Linked DNA regions of Hordeum vulgare: region 2 is linked to region 1. A link is a contact called in public Hi-C data. All regions are on one chromosome and are shown on one strand. The core of a region is the stretch at or near the end of the contact, and the rest is flanking DNA. Distances in the headings are between cores, read along the strand shown.

Region 1 (3,105 bases), core at 391-2,890:
TCGAAAAAATAGTAGAAAAATTCAAAACAATCCAATTTTCTTTTGTGTGGTAGATAATTTGATGCGTGAGGAACGCTTCAAATTTTAATTTATTTGAACGTCTGAGTAGCTCTCAGCTGTTGTGACCCCATTAGCCTTTTTTGCCGAGAGCTGCTCAGATGTTTAAATATGTTAAAATTTAAAATGGACCTCACGCATCAAAATATCTACCACATAATTTTTTGGATTTTTATTATGTTTTTATTTTTTAATCAACCGGAGCAGATGATCCTCGAAGGAGACTTGGATTTTCGGTAGAAAACATGCTACACTAATAAAGATAGAGAAGGAATGTGATATTTCAAATTCCCAACTAAGCGACAACCAGCGGTAAGTATGAGCATTTACCTAGCCTTTAGGAGCTTTACATCGTTCTTTCTTCCACGAGAAGAAAAAGGAGATCTAGCCATTGCCCTCCGCTAGAAAGAACAACAGTGGAGGACGACATTCAAATGGTCACGCTGCTATTTGCGACAGCGCAGACAACATCTTTTTACTGCAATCATCTTGACTTTTTTTGTTAAGACCGATAATAATTTTTGCTACAATCAAGTGGCATGATATGACTTGCGATGATGGTAATGATGTTTTTGCTACAACTGTCGTAAACTTTTGCTACAATCGATGACACAAAATGTTACAACCAAACGGCCATGCTATGGCCTGCGAGACTGTAAGGTCAATTTTGCTACAACGGACAACACAAATGTTGCGACCGACACGACAGGATGCTGGGACGGCATGCACGGTGAGCTATAACCGGCGCGATAACATTTTTTATTGCAGCCATTGTCGATGTTTGCTACTACCGACGATTGAAATTGCTGCGACGACGAAGGCCATGCTTTTACGACCATTGAGGTATCTTCCTCGACGACGACTGAAGACGATGAGCACGGGGCGGTCGGGGGCGAGCACGAGGTAGTCGCCTGCGCAGGTAGCCTAGAGCGAGCACGACAACTATGTTTCCCCCTAAAATTTTCTCGTATGGGAGATGTCAGCGAGGGGATGAAGAAGAAGATTGGCTCACATCTAACGATGGCATAAAACGCATCGATCGGCTGGGGCAGTCCGGTCAAAAATTTCAACCAGCGTAGAAGCCTTTCAGTTCCTTAAAAAAGACTTACGAATTTTAAAATTTTATTAAACGGTTCAATAGTTAGATACTCCCTTCGTTCGAAATTACTTATCACATAAATATATAAAAATAAATGTATATAAAACTAAAATATATATTAAATATATTTATTTATATCATAAGTATTTTCGGACGAAGCGAGAATGAGATAACTAATGGCATGTTTGGTTCATGACTAACTTTGCCATAACTAACCTTAGATAAAGTGTGGCTGTCAAAAAAGTGTGGTTAACAAAATAAACACCATAAGTGTGACAATATTTGATAAAAAATTAAGTCTATGACATATATGAATCATATACCTATAAAAATGTGACAAACCATAAATGTGTTTAAAGTATTGTGCCATGACTAAAGTTAGATATGACAATCTTAGACCGCGAACAAACAGCCCCTAAAATGTGAATTATCGAAACTGTTCGACAAAGTCATCAACTCAAGCGCGACCGCGTCCCCCAGTAAAAAACTGGAGTAAACTGCACTCACACGGTCACACCGCTTTCGTCAGCTCAGCTCGTTCTGTCCCCCTGTCGGCGCCCCAGACAGATCCCTCCCCCTCGCCGTCGCTTCTCAATCCGCGCCTCCCTCTTCCAGATCCGGGCGAATGCTGGGGCGAGGGGTGGGGATGTCGGCGCCGCTGTGGCGCGGCGGCGCACTCGACCTGCGCGCGGCGCTGCGGTCGGGAGGCAACCTCCTATTCGGGCTCTTCGTGGCCGCCGTTCTCGCGTTCACGCTCCTCGCCGCCGTCCACAGCCCCGACGACCCGCTGCTGCACCCTTCCTCCCACCAGCTTACCGCGTTCCTCACCTCCGCCACCTCCAACTCCACCTTCCTCGCCGACGACTCCGTGCTCCGTACCGGGGAGGACTTCGCTACCGGCTCCAACTCCTCCGAGGACGCCCCCACCACTGCGGGACCCAAGTTCATCGAGCTCTCCGATGTTGGATCCGAGAAAACGGAGGCAGAGACGGAGCAGTCCGTCACCGTCGATACTGACGCCGATTCCAACTCGGCCGCCCAGGAGGAGAAGCCTATCGTCGAGGCTGTTTCCTGCGACACGGAGGCGCCGGTGGACTGCACGGGGGACAGGGAGCTCTTCAACCTGCTCATGCGTACGGCGATCGAGAGGTTCCCCGACCTCCACTTCTATCGCTTCGGCCGCCCCGTCGTCGTGCCGGAGAGCCCCATGGCGTGCGACCTCGCCTGGCGCTTCCGCCCAGCGGAAGACGCCAGAGGACGCACCACCTACTACAAGGACTACCGCCGGTTCACGCTCGCCCGCGATGTCAACACATGCTCCCTCGTGGTGGGAAGCGTCGGCGAGTACCACTCCGGCACCGGCGCCAAGCGCAGTGGGCGACGCAAGGGCAAGAAGGGCAAGAAGGGAAAGCGTGAGGCACCGGTGACCACGGACTTCGTGCCAGCCAAGACCCAGATGAGGATCGACGAGAATGGTGCTAATGCGGACACCACAACCGCTGCAGACCAGGTGTTTGTTGTCGGCGATGCCGTCAATGACAGCATGCCGGTGGTCGCTTCTGAATCCGATTTCAGCCGTGGAAGGTACCTCATTTATATGGGCGGTGGCGAGAGGTGCAAGAGCATGAACCACTACATTTGGGGTTTCTTGTGTGCGCTAGGCGAGGCGCAGTTCTTGAACCGGACGCTTGTCATGGACTTCAGCGTCTGCCTCAATTCACGGTATACCGCCAGTGGCAAGGACGAAGAAAAGGATTTCAGGTTCTACTTTGATTTTGAGCACCTGAAGGAATCTGCATCTGTGATCGACCAGAGTCAGTTCTGGACAGACTGGGGGAAGTGGCACAAGAAGGATCGACTGAAGAATCACTATACTGAAGACATCAAGGTGACCCCCATGAAACTTCGTGACGTCAAGGACACGCTGATCATGAGGAAGTTTGGGCATG
Region 2 (3,105 bases), core at 223-2,722, 440 kb before region 1:
GACGCGGCCCTACTCCGAACTACCTTTTTCTTTTATTTATTCATTCTTTTCCTCTTCATCAATCACGTGCAAGTGACCGGACATACAAGGAAGAAAATAAAAACTATGACCACACATATGAATAAATAAAAGACACGCCCAGTCACTGATCGAAGCGTCCATAAACGTTTAAAGATCATATTTGCAATATCCAGTCGTAGATACTCTAAGTTAACATAATTCTCAGCGTAAAAAAAACACGCCACAAGGCAAAAGAAGTCTCCCGGTGAGTGCCGTTGCGTGCACACAGTTATATGAAAGCTACACCTTCCAAACTACCACACCTTAATAAGACTAAAGACAACAACTGAAATATATTCCGTTTGCAAATATAAATCTTTTTAAGAATTTTACTAAATGACTACATATAAAAAAATCAATAAATCTATATTTTAAAAACCTTTAAAATTTTATATTTAAAAAGGGAAGGAGCGGTAAGTACTCCCTTCGTTTAAACTTATTTGTTGTATAAATATATTTAAATTGAAATACATTTAGATACATTTATTCCTACGATGAATATTTTTAAACAAAGAGAATATATCATACTGTATCATATGTCTACAAAGATTCTGTTTGAAAAACATGCGCATGCTGAGTCACATGACATTATCGATCACGTCATCTCGGTCGGAGCCTGGAGAGGCCGGCCGGACACGTCAATGTCGTAGTTACGCAGACAAAATCTACGTGCCGGCCAAAGCGACACACGCGTCGCCAGGTGTGGCATGACTACGCCTAAGATACAAGTCTGTGCGTACGTATACCTGGTCTGGTCTTTCCATCAACATCAACGGTCACACACACAAAAACAAACACATGCTACTACGTACCATCTCTGCAGCAGCAACAACATTATTCGCCCCATCAATCATACACTCAACACGTAGTTGGATGGTTGAAGAGGCTGGTTAAATAGAATGTGATATCCAAGCGTTTAAATCATAATGCTCATATTTCTTCTTGTATTTATTTTAAATTTTCCGATGCTACGGATGAGATGTTTTCATCAAAGACGATGTGTCGCAACTTTGTAAATTTTAAGATGATATGTCAAGACTTTGTAAATTTTAAATTTTAAGATAATATGTCGCTTTAATTTCTCGAAGGCATTCATAGGAATAAGATATGCGTGTGTATGTTTATAAATATGAGTGTATGCATGTTATATAAACGTTTGTGTGTTAAAAAAATTCATACGTGGCGGTTTGTTTAAAAGTCATCATTCATCACTCCAAGTCAAGAAACGAACCCCACCTCTCCGCACCGATCGGGCCGGGACCCCGTCGCGCTCAGCGCAACGAGCCAGAAAACGCCCCGCCCCGCCCCGACCCGACCCAACCTGACCGACCCAAGCGCGCCTCGCGGGTCGATCGCAGCGCGCAGACAGGGACAAAGCCAAACACCACCCGACTCATACCCCGGCAGACTGGCACGCATCATCGTTTCGTTTTCCAGCCGGATCGATCGATCGATCAGACGCGCTCGCGCGGCCGGCCTCCGCCTTCTCCCGCGCCACTTGGACCGGACGGAAGCTCTCGGCCCCGCGGCTCCTGCCATAAACCAGGCCAGCCGTCGCGCGGCGCCCCACCTCTCCTCTCGCCCGGTCAAAGCCAGAGAGCACCAGCCTCAACCTGGCTGGCGGCTGCCGCCTTCCCCTCCGCTTCTAATCCTCCGCCCCTCCCCGCCTGTGACCATCGGCTCGACCGGCGCCGAATCTGGGACGGCGCGGGGGGATGGGGGTGTCGCCGGTGTCGCCGGGGGCCAGCGCCGGCTACGAGTGCTCCTTCAAGATCCTCCTCATCGGGGACTCGGGCGTCGGCAAGAGCAGCCTCCTCCTCAGCTTCGTCGCCGCCGCCAACCTCGACGACGACATCGCGCCCACCATCGGTACCTCCTCTTCTTAGCCTACACTTACCCCACCGCCGCAGCACGCCACGTCCACTCCGATCGCTCTCTCGCTCTGCTTGCCAGTACCAGACTAGCACGAGGTTCAGTGTACGCTCGGCGTATTGCTTCGGAGTATATAGTGTAGCGGTAGTAGCCTAGTAGGTAGCGGATTAAGGGCATCACCGACCGCTTCCGCCCATTTCGGTGAACGAAACCTTTTCCTTTTAAGTTTCAATTAATAATGTCCGTGCTGTTCTCTGCTTTTGATTCTGCTGAATTGTCTCGACTTTCTTGTTGTTTGTTGGCGTTGGCCGGCCAGGGCTGGGAGTTTTATTCTCCATCGCTATGTACCATATGTAGTTGGTCTTATGTGCCACTAATAGGTTGGTCCCCCCCATCAACCCATTTACAAGAAATGCTTAAATGCCAGGGGAAAAAAGCGATCCATGCTTTGTGCAACAAAACCTGATTGCGCACTAAAGAATTTTACTACGCGGTACCTTATTTTCTATCTCAAGCAACCGTTTCAGAGAAGTCATTTGGACAATTTTACATTGCACGTAGTCTATGGGAATGGTCCCAACTCCCTGACTGCCCTTATGTCCTTCCCGCCACTACTTAGAGCAACTCCAATGGGGCGACCCATTTCGTCCGCCGCCGTCCGTTTGGGTCGACACGGACAAAAGTGATGGCCCAACGCGCCGATCCATTTTGAAAACACGTCCGCTCCGCGTCCGCGTCGACCCATTTCCGGCCCAAATTTGGGACTGAAATGCGTCGGCGCGGACGCGAAGCGGACGCGCGCGCCTTCTCGGTGTTCGCCCCCAACCACCGTGGTCAACATTATTTATGACGGCCGCCATCCTCGGACCCACGCGTCAGCGACTGCGACCGGCCTTTTTTAATCCGACCGTGCGGTGGGTTCCGCCATCTGCTTCCAGAACCCTGCCCGTCCACATCCCGCCACCTCCTCGGCGACCAAAACCCTAGCACCATGGCCGGTGGCTTCCCAAACAAGGGCAAGGCCCCGCTCTACCCCCGCGCCATCTCCCCGTCGCCGTCTTCCCACCGGCCTCGCCAGCGTGTGAGCGTCCCGGCGCACCAAGCGCGGTGGCACTGGGAGCACCGTGTGCCGCTCCCTTACCCCGATGTCACGTTGCCGCACGGCTGGCATCT

What was found. Hi-C and Micro-C count contacts between places; a contact is called where the count stands out from the background.
Region 2: a Hi-C map of seedling shows a contact between it and region 1, with 4 times the contacts expected there. The contact joins the promoter of LOC123430044 here to the promoter of LOC123430024 in region 1. A contact is called at or near these places in 3 of 6 Hi-C or Micro-C datasets (leaf and seedling) and 1 of 1 datasets of contacts at active chromatin or transcription factors (embryo).

What each region holds. Positions count from the first base shown.
Region 1 is chr1H:249,765,969-249,769,073 of MorexV3_pseudomolecules_assembly, reverse strand. LOC123430024 reads left to right here and starts at 1,640. Exons shown (of 1, transcript XM_045113957.1): 1 at 1,640-3,105. The coding sequence starts at 1,782.
Region 2 is chr1H:250,207,596-250,210,700 of MorexV3_pseudomolecules_assembly, reverse strand. LOC123430044 (ras-related protein RABC2a-like) reads left to right here and starts at 1,472. Exons shown (of 6, transcript XM_045113972.1): 1 at 1,472-1,929. The coding sequence starts at 1,776.